Regions from separate parts of the Oryctolagus cuniculus genome. Here all the other regions are linked to region 2. A link is a contact called in public Hi-C data. All regions are on one chromosome and are shown on one strand. Each heading gives the region's core, a stretch centred on a gene start, on an enhancer-like site or on the middle of the called end of the contact. The rest is flanking DNA. Distances are from core to core; before and after follow the strand shown.

Region 1 (3,426 bases), core at 644-3,143, 340 kb before region 2:
GACAGGTGTGCACGCTAAGGTGCCGCCAGTGCTCCCACCTGGGGGGAGGAGCAAAGCCCTGCCTGGCTCTGCTCTGCCTCCCACCCAGCTTTTGGTGAATGTGGTCCATGAATGAGCAGTCTCTGACCATCACAGCACGCCATGCCCTGCAGTTTGCATGGACCTACATTCAGACACACCCCGAAACGGTGCAGGTACCCTCAGTTCCAAGGGCAGAAGAAAAGCCAGGCTGTGTGACCCAAGGAAAATGCCACAGAGGGATGCAGTTCCCTTCATCACTTGACCCTGTGAGTCTGTTTCACAGGGAGACCACGGAGGGGGGAAGGGAGCTCAGTTAGTGAGAGGCAGTCCCCAGGGATAGCCACAGAAGCAGCCAAGGAGAGCAAAGAGAGTCCACGTGTTTCCGAGTGCAGGTGCAGCGAACCTTCCAGGGCAAGAGGGGCAAGCACAAGGCGGGCGGCCGCACTCAGCCGACCTGCTTGCACGTGTGAACCAGTGTGACTCACTGAGTCCCAGCCCAGGTAGACCAGGAGGCCCCCTGGCAGAGGGCAACCACTGCACTTGTCCTGTACTTGAGTCACCTTCTTTATCTGAAAGTCAGAGCTTCAGAGAGAGGGAGACAGAGCTTCCATCTGCTGGTTCACTCCCCAAATGGCCGCAACACCTGGGCTGGGCCAGGCTGAAGCCAGGAGCCAGGAGCCTCTTCCAGGTCTCCCACGTGGGTGCAGGGGCCCAAGGACTTGGGCCATCTGCTGCTGCTTTCTCAAGTGCATTAGCAGGGAGCTGGCTCGAAGTGGAGCAGCCGGGACTTGAACCGGCACCCATATGGGATGCCAGTGTCGCAGGCAGTGGCTTTACCTGCTATGCCACAGCTCCAGCCCACGTGGTTGTCCTTGCCACTCTCTTCCTCAAAACTTCTCTCCACCCCTCCTCCCTCGGGCATATGGCAAAAGTCCAGCCCCCCACGCAGCACAGCAGAAGGCCTGGAGGGTGCAGCCTGCGCACGCGCGCACCGCGAGCTCCAGCAGCACAGCGGCCAGCCTCTCTCGCCTCTGGGTCAGCCCTCTCACCAAGACAGCCCTGTCCGCTCCTGGGAGGGCCTCGTCAGCACCCAGAGCAAAGTCCCTCAAGCAGTTGGGGCCCTAATCCTGACCCCGGTAAAACCTGTATTTTGCAATCTTGCGTTTAAATGTAGGGATGCGGGATTTAGCTGACAAAAATGACCACCGTCACCCCAGAATGCCTGAATACGTGGCCCGGACCACACTGATACTAAAAAACGGCTCCTTGGTAACCTGCGATTCTAGTTTAACTGGGCACGTGCGTCTTCGGATTTCTCTTCCTAGACTGGGTCACGTGAGGGTTGGACTGACACCCATCTTCCTAGCCCTGGCACCCACAAAAATGACTGACACGGAGCAGACGCATGCTGAGCCGCTGATTCACTCTAGGAGATGGAAACTGCGAGTTTCAAGCCTGCAAACGATTACTCTGGCAGGCAAGAATAAACGCGCCATTCGCTTTTCTCTGAGCCTCCTCTGGAAGGGGTCGCCATCCTTGCCCGCATCGGCGGCGCTCCGGCCTGCACTGACGCCCGGCGGACGCTGGGTGGCGCGACGCGCCCACGTCCCAGCCTCGCGGGTCCCGGCGCCGCGCGCCCTGCCGGAAGCGAGCGGGCGCTTCCTGTGCCGCAGCGCCCTGCATTGTTGATGGCGACGCTGCGGCAGAGCTGGGAGGCGCCGGGCGCCATGGTGCCGGGGCCGCTGCGGCACCGGGCCTGGCGCCCGCCTCCCGATGCCGGTTCCGCCACCCACGGCCCTCGATGGGTCAGAGGAAAGCTCTGTGGCACACCGTGGGGCCTTCGCTCACGGCTAGACCCGAGCTTTCCGTCGTCTGTGTCGCTTTTCTGTCACAGTCACTGGGAATATGGCAGCCGCGCTGCGGGAAAGCGAGCGCCTTTCCATCGGCACTTGTTTTTAAAATACTCCGGAGCGTAACGGAAAGGCAGCCCGGTGGTGGGGGTGGGCGGGCTGGGTTTCACGGCCTCCCTCGGGTTTCTCACTTAACGTTTTCACAAAGAGGCGCGTACCCCGCACGTGGGCTTTATGTTTTCAGCCCGAAATGTGCACGTTCAAAGTGAAAAATAAGCTGATGTGAAACGAAACCATGGGTGGGGCCTCCACGTGCCCCACGCCGCGGCGCCGCTCCCCGGCGACCAGCAGAGGGCGCGCGTCCTCCCCGTCCGCGGGTATCTCGCCCACCGAGGACCCACGTGCCAGCCTCGGATGGCAAAAGAGAACAGAAGTGGGTGTGCACCCCGGCCCTTTGATTCGCCGAGGCTTTGTCTTTGCAAATGGAGTTACTGGACCGAGTGCTGCCTTGTTTCCTGTCTTGGCAAACCGTGCACGCAGTGAGTCCTCTTGGGCTGACCCGGTTCGGATCACCTTAGTGAAACGAGCGTCCTCGGCTCCACCTGCAGCCATCAAATCGAACTCAGCTGCGCGTCTCCAAGATTTTCCTTTGTGAAGTTCCTCCAAAGCACGATGTTTGTTTTCCTTGGAATCACAACCCTTTTTCTTTGTGTGCTTGTCTGTCACAGCTTTTAGTGCTTCTTGCTCAAAATGTGTGGTTACTGGAAGGTAATCAAATGGAATGAGCAGGTTAGGAAAGAAGTAATATCAGCTTAATGCTATGAAGAGTGGCCAGCGGCCCTGCCATGGACTCAGCGGGCTCTGGGTGTCTGTTACTACCTGGTTCACAAAGGGAATGGAGAGTGAGTCTTTCAGTTCCATCAGTTACGTGGAAGTCAATCAAAAGAGATTCTACCCAAATTCAGAAAATTATCATTGCTTTAAATATATATTTATATATACCACTTTGCCAAACCCACATGCAATATCATTGAATCAATAGCTAAATCAAATGCAATGCTTAGGAAAGACTTCACGGAACAAAAACAGCTCAGCCTAATTCCCAGTGAGATTGTCCATTGATGAGGCTCCTGCAAAAAAATACTTCCTGAAATGAGGCTCACAACAGAATTGCAGAGTGGGAAAGCAGCTCTCTGGCCACCTGTCCTGTACCGTTCACAGGGACACGACCCTCTCCTGCCCCTCAGCTTTGCTGGCCTGACTTAGTATCTCCAGCTGTGGCAAGCCAGAACTTCAGCCCTTATGCTCAGGGCCTTAGGAAATACCGTGCATTTTTAGAATCTGTAAATGAAGTGAGTCCAAGTCCCCCTTCCATTGAGCTGTTGGGCAGTGGGGTTGTCAGTATCCAGTACCTCCTTTGTCCTGGTTTGAGTCAGGGTTCCAGGCTCCTGCAGCCCCTGGGCCACATTATCCTAGCCCACAGGGCTTTTTCCCATCTAAAGACCCTGCTGGTTGTGCCCCATCTGGAGGTGTGAAGCAGACGGGCCCTCACCTC
Region 2 (3,328 bases), core at 182-2,681:
CACCTCTCCTCCACTGTCCCAGCAAACTGATAGCGGGACATGCCAGCTGGTGGAAGGACTTGAGCCAGGCCTTTCAGCTTTATTATCATTGTCATCACTAACGGAGCTGTGGCTGTTGTTTAACTTTTTAGCGAAATGCATGTGGAGAGCGCACGTAGCAAAAGCCATGTGTCGTGGTACTCGTGCACTTAGCGTATGTACTTACTGCCACTCTGATGTCCACTTAGAGGGGGTTGAGAGGAGCAATGCCATGATACATAGATCTGATCACAGTTTGGTTTTTAAGTATCCCATTTTGCTGGATTTTTATAAACTAAGCTCGCCTGAACAGCCAGCACCCAGGCCAAAAGGAACACTACCTGGCACCCAGGAGCTCTCTGTGTAAAAACAGCGAGCAGCCGCCACTTGTGAAGGTTCCCGCTGCTGCAGCCGCACGCTGAGCTACAAGTGTTCTCATTTATTCTTCACAACAGCTGTCGAGGGGATGTCACCATGCAACATCGGAGGAGCAGAGGGGCCCAGGTCAGGGACCTGCCCAACTCCCCAGAGTGCTCCCAGCTAGCCGGCGGCAGGGCCCAGGGTGGGCTGGGGACTGGGCATCCTGAGGACAGGGTCAGGTGCAGTCTGGGGCAGCCCAGGTCCCCGTGAGAGGGGGAGGAAGCACGGCAGTCTAGGGGAGGTTCGGGAGGAGGAGGCGGAGGGAGCCTGGCTTTGTTCTCCTGACTTCCCGCTCCTTGTTGTTAGTTTGAGTCTCAGATGAATTCCGTCTTGTCGGAATCTGTTAACTCACGAGTCTGAAATACGCCACTCCTCCCCTCCCCGTTTACACAGTATTCCCTAAATGCCAAGGTTGCTTTAGCGATGTGAACCCTCCTGCTGAATTCTGAGAGGTAGGAGTAGCAGGGAGGCCTCGCACACACGGCTCGCACGGCTCCCCCGGCTTCTCCACGCTGAACATGGACCTGCCTGGGAAGTCAGCCCCCGTCAAAGTCAAGTACATGACTTCCGCCCTTCGCGGGCCTGGCAAGGCTCTACAGTGTCATCAGATTGAACTTTTGCAGAAACATTTTCCCCTGCATCGCAGCCTCTGTCTTGTGATCTGCAGGCAGGGCTTTTGGTGCCCGCAGAAGCCTTTGAGTACCCGACACTGTCCTCCCAGAAGAGGACCCCACGGAGGTCTTTTTGCCTTCATGTTTTTCCTTTTGCCCGTGGAGTTCCTCACCCTGTGCGCCACCTACATGCCCTTGTTCAAGGTGATGGGAAAGAAAAACGAGGCTTGTGAAGGGAACCCAGCATCCTGAAGTCAAGGGGAATAACAGAGAAGGGAAAACGGTGATGGGGAAACAAAGCCGGCACACAGCAGCAGATGGCGGGGCTCCCCTCCCCCGCTCTCCCCCGCCTAGCCGCCCCACCTCCTAGTCTGTGTCCTCCCACGCCCTCCCCCGTCTAGAGGCAGAAACTGCAGGCCGCAGGGCCTGGCTTTTGTGTTTCACAGTGCAGCTGTGCCCACAGGCGGAGGCTGCAGGTGCAGCTGCCGTGAGGGCTCAGGGTCCCGTGTTAGGACGCGATTTCACTGGAGCCCGTTTTGCTAGTCTGTGAGAGCCTCCGTCCGATTCCCTGCTTTCACCACCGGGAAGCAGTGGCCCTGTAGAACACAATAGAGGTTTTTAAACAGAGAGCCGAGCTGTGACCCCTTCCGGGTTCTTTTCTGTTGTGATAAAGAAGTAGTCCTGGCTTAGCACCCCACGCAAACACTTGGTGAACATTGTACAGCTGTGCTCCATGGAAGTGAGATGAGACCAAGTTTAGAAAGAATCCAACATTCATGATGGAAAGGCTCCCCAGCCAAGCAGATTGAGGCTTACCCAGGTTGGCACATGCCCCTTCCTGGCTCCATCAGGGCCCTTGGGGCCCGTAAGCCTTGGGTTGGGGACTGGCTCTTGTGATCCATCTTCAAATCAAAGGCACAGGGAGAGCTGCTATATATTTCAAAACATAAGAGCCATCCTAGGGGCCGGCACTGTGGCTCACTTGGCTAATCCTCCGCCTGCGGCACCGGCATCCCATGTGGGCACCAGTTCTAGTCCCGGCAGCTCCTCTTCCAGTCGAGCTCTCTGCTGTGGCCCAGGAAGGCAGTGGAGGATGGCCCAAGGACTTGGGCCCTGCACCCATGTGGGAGAGCAGGAAGAAGCACCTGGCTCCTGGCTTCGGATTAGCATAGCTCCGACTGTAGCGGCCATTTGGGGGGTGAATCAATGGAAGGAAGACCTTTCTCTCTCTCTCCGTCACTAACTCTATCTGTCAAATAATAATAATAATAATAATAATAATAAAAAGAGCCATTCTAAACCAGCAACTTTAGATCAGATGTTTGAGTCACATTGAGATAACAAAGAATGTCTTGCAGGGCGGGGAGGGGAGGGAGCGAGAGTGTGGACGCCAAAACATGGACAGAGGGGAGGAGTCGGTTCTAGTTCTTTAGCACCGCAGAGCAACACACCAGCCCCTAACATCCCCAGTGAAGAGCTAGAAGACAGGCACTCCAAGGCTCCGAACATGAAGACATGATGAGATGGAAGTGCTAATTACCCCGATTGCTCGGCACAGACTGTATACACGTGTTACAGTGGCCCACTGTGCTCCATAAATATGTTCAATGAGTACGCCTCAGTTAAAAGAAAAATTAAGAAATCTTACCAAACGGCCGGCACCGCGGCTCAATAGGCTAATCCTCCGCCTTGCGGCGCCGGCACCCTAGGTTCTAGTCCCGGTCGGGGCGCCGGATTCTGTCCCGGTTGCCCCTCTTCCAGGCCAGTTCTCTGCTGTGGCCTGGGAGTGCAGTGGAGGATGGCCCAAGTGCCTGGGCCCTGCACCCCATGGGAGACCAGGAGAAGCACCTGGCTCCTGGCTTCGGATCAGCATGGTGCGCCAGCCACAGCGCGCCAGCCGCAGTGGCCATTGGAGGGTGAACCAACGGTAAAGGAAGACCTTTCTCTCTGTCTCTCTCTCTCACTGTCCACTCTGCCTGTCCAAAAAAAAAAAGAAAAGAAAAGAAAAAGAAATCTTACCACGTGAGAATTGATGGAAAGACTGGAATGGGGAGATCAGTTTGAGGAGGCACGGGTTTAATAATGCTTACAATTACTCCCAACAGCTCCAGAACCGAGGCAGCATAGCAGAGCTGCTGTCTCGCCCGGGCAGCCTGAGTGCCCTGTGGAGGGTGGTGTTCATCCACAGGTGACTCAGAACTTCTGGTCTGGGGCTCCATGGATTCCACAGACACTTGTCCCCCAGTGCCAGCCTCACTGCATAGTGTACTGTGTAGTCC
Region 3 (3,178 bases), core at 394-2,893, 290 kb before region 2:
TCAGGAAATTGAAAAAAAAAAAAAAACCTTTTAAGATTTATGTCATGTGTGTGAAAGGAATAGTTATAAAGAGAGGGAGAGACCAAGAGAGAAAGAGAATGAGAGAGAGAGAGAGATCTTCCATTTCCTGATTCACTCCCCAAATGCCCACTACAGCTAGGGCCAGGCCAGGCTGAAGCCATGATCCTGGAACTCCACTTGGGTGTCCCACATGGATGGCAGGGAGCTAGATACATGGGCCATCTTCCACTGCTTTCCCAGGTGCAGTGGCAGGAAGCTCATTCAGAAGTAGAGCAGCTGGGCCTCAAATCAGCACTCATATGGCATGTTAGTAAAACTAGCACCCTACAATGCCAGCCCTAGGCAAGTGACAAATGACAAAAAGCAGGAAAGAGCTGATCTACATGAAGCCTACCTAACCACAGAGACCCACAGGGGTCCTGTCTTCAGGTGTTGACAGCAACAAACAGAAAATTATTTTGGTAGTAGCCTAGAACATTCTCGACAAGGAATTTCAGCAGGGGCTAAGGGTCATCTGAGAGATGCAACACAGACCAGTTCTAAAGGTGACATAGATGCCAGAGTTGACATAAAAGCCAGTGGCACTGTCATTTCAAGGCAAGTCATGAGCATTTATTTATTGTTGGCTGCATTCCCACATCTGTCCACCACCTTGTCCTAAGTATCCTTGCCCTTTCCCCATCCCTGAGCTGTTGGAAACCGTGTTATTTGTTCAAGTCTTCATAGGTCAAGGTTGAAGCCTATACAAGAGGGTTCAGAGGGGCCTGGAGAGAGTTTGGCCCAGGAGAGAATCTTTGTTAGGACCACGATTATTGCCAAGAGAAACCAGGACAAATCTAATAGAAACTGGACAAAAGGCATTCACATGTAATATGTTTGTTTCTGAAAGCAGCTTTTCAAAATTCTTTGAGACTGTCTCTGTACTTTTGTTCACTGATGGAGCAAGAGGGGCAGGCCCTGACTGTGAAGGCCTTGATCTAATAGTGTAGGGAGGAGGCAGCACAGAGGAAATCGGGAAAGCCCCAAGCACAACTGTGTGCCCACAGCCTGAAAGACAGCAGCAAAACACGCAGCACTCCTAAGGGCGGCAGCGAGCCGAACCCTTTAACACAGCCAATATGCACCGTGACTCCATTGCCCTAACGTGGTTGAAGTTACAGGAAAATGTATTCCCTCATTCCCCAATCCCCGAGTCCCTATTCCCATCACAAAACAGCAAAGTCAAGGGCCAGGAACTGTGAGTTTAGCCTTTCTCCTAAGAATCTCCTTCTGGCTCGTGATGGAGCAGAGGGGTTACCCTTTCGCCCCACTCTTCTCTGGAAACGAACACCAGCAGCCTGAGCTCACTTGGCCTGCACGTCACCCCTGAGGCTCGGAGTCTGGCTCCAGCAGAGTGGGAGGGACTGAAGGCAGAAAGCAAACAGAGATGGTCCGGAACTTTCTGGAGCTGATGACTGCTCTGAGAACCAGGGTCCCGGGGAGGAAGTCTTCGGAGGCAGGCAGCCCCTGCAGAAGTGAGGAGCTGACCCCTCTCAGGAGCCGCAGGAATCCCTGGCCTTCTCCAAGCCCCCCAGGGTGGGCTGTGCCCCTCTCGCATCCTCACATCCTCACATAGCCACGGGCACACACACCCTGCAGTAAGAGTAGTTGATCTATCTGGGGGAACTTCCCGGTTTAACACCCCAAAGCAAGCAAGAAGTCTTTTCTAAAACCAATCTCAGGGGCTGGTTTGCATGAAGTCAGCTGGAGGGAAAAAAAAGAAAGGGAACGTTTTGAATAATATCTGCAGCATTGACGGGAGGCCGTGGCGCACAGGACAGGAAATCTTGGGCCATCCACGCTGAGCTTCTCTTCCAGCGAAAACAAAGAGGAATGGCTCTCTCCCCTTTGTTCTTGGGAAATGAACAGAATTCCCACCTCTGCAGTTTTCCTTCTGTGCTCTTCACCAACTGCAAATCCTGATTCATACACTAGAGGTCGCTGTTCATTACAAGCAAACCTCACCTCTGCAGAAGCGCGAGGGAGAACTGACCGCCGCCCTTCTTCACTGCAGGCTTGGGTGGAAGGAAATCACACCCAGGCCAGGTACAGTGCGGGCCGCGTGCAAGGACGGGGCTTTGCATTACACGGGGGCATACAAGGAGGAGAAAGCAAATCATCCATCGATGGTCCTTCCAATTGCTTAGAACGTTGTTTAAATGCTGCATAATTTATGACCTTTGTACCTCATTCCTGTGCCTACCCCTCTGCGACTGTATCCCTTCTTCTCAAGTGACCCACGAAGCAATTTCAGGAACGCACAACAAGAGGGACTGGAATAAAAGCCAAGGCTTGAACACGGACACGCCCACGCCTGCAGCTGGGCCACTGCCACTTTCGCCGCTGGTCCTACGCCCAGAATATAAAACAGCTCAGAAATAAAATAAGACAACAGAGCTGATAAGGCCGTGAGCAATCGCGGCCTCTCTGCACGTTGAGCTTTCTAAGGATGCTGCTACCGAGCGAGATCTCTAATGGAAGGCCTTCGTTAATGAACCCGAGCTCTGCCTGCTGGGTCCTGTTCTTCCGCTGTGCCATATTTAGTCCTGACTCAGGAAATTGCTTTCAACACAAACCAATCCCAAAGGCCATATAAAAGCCTGGGCTGACATTAAAGCCAGTGGCCACTGCACTCCGAGGCAAGCGCTCTGCAGTATTTCTTTACTGTTTGCTGCAATGGCATGTCTGTCCTGTACTGGCCATCTGAAGTAGACCCTCCCCGATGATGCTGTGTCTTCAGATATGCAGAAGCTGGTACAGAAAGAAGGTCTTATTCAGTGTTGAGATCATGGCTCTGATTCCAAGTCGCAGGGAAATTCTTCAAAGACAGAGCCCAAAGCACTGGTGTCAACTGCAAAAGGGATTCTTGATGAAGACTGGGGCTTAAACAGCTCTCCGTGAGGGCAGCGAGTAGAGGCTGGAACAGCCGAGCGGGGGCACGGGGAGGGGTGGCAGCTGAGGCACAGTGCAGGTGCAGAGACCGCCTGGCTGCAGCCAAGGACTTTTTTATTTTTTTTAAGATTTATTTACTTGAAAGGCAGAGTTACAGAGAGGCAGCGGCAGACAAAGTCAGGTCTTCCATCCGCTGGTTCACTCCCCAGATGGTTGCAATGGCCCC

Evidence for each region. A called contact is a pair of places that touch in the nucleus more often than the background predicts.
Region 1: a contact with region 2 is called in a Hi-C map of psoas muscle, with 3 times the contacts expected there. The contact joins two enhancer-like sites. A contact is called at or near these places in 5 of 6 Hi-C or Micro-C datasets (ear pinna, embryonic fibroblasts, psoas muscle and 2 more).
Region 3: a contact with region 2 is called in a Hi-C map of an unstated tissue, with 10 times the contacts expected there. The contact joins two enhancer-like sites. A contact is called at or near these places in 4 of 6 Hi-C or Micro-C datasets (ear pinna, psoas muscle, skin fibroblasts and 1 more).

The regions. Positions count from the first base shown.
Region 1 is chr5:59,540,403-59,543,828 of mOryCun1.1, forward strand. No RefSeq gene overlaps it. Among named protein-coding and RNA genes, the nearest start is that of CCN6, 7.0 kb to the left of the region's middle. Within about 2 kb of position 1,894, at least 3 of the 8 cell types and tissues checked have an H3K27ac peak or open chromatin away from gene starts, as enhancers often do.
Region 2 is chr5:59,882,115-59,885,442 of mOryCun1.1, forward strand. All of the region lies in intron 5 of FYN (FYN proto-oncogene, Src family tyrosine kinase), which reads left to right. Among named protein-coding and RNA genes, the nearest start is that of TRAF3IP2, 100 kb to the right of the region's middle. Within about 2 kb of position 1,432, at least 2 of the 8 cell types and tissues checked have an H3K27ac peak or open chromatin away from gene starts, as enhancers often do.
Region 3 is chr5:59,588,833-59,592,010 of mOryCun1.1, forward strand. No RefSeq gene overlaps it. Among named protein-coding and RNA genes, the nearest start is that of CCN6, 55 kb to the left of the region's middle. Within about 2 kb of position 1,644, at least 2 of the 8 cell types and tissues checked have an H3K27ac peak or open chromatin away from gene starts, as enhancers often do.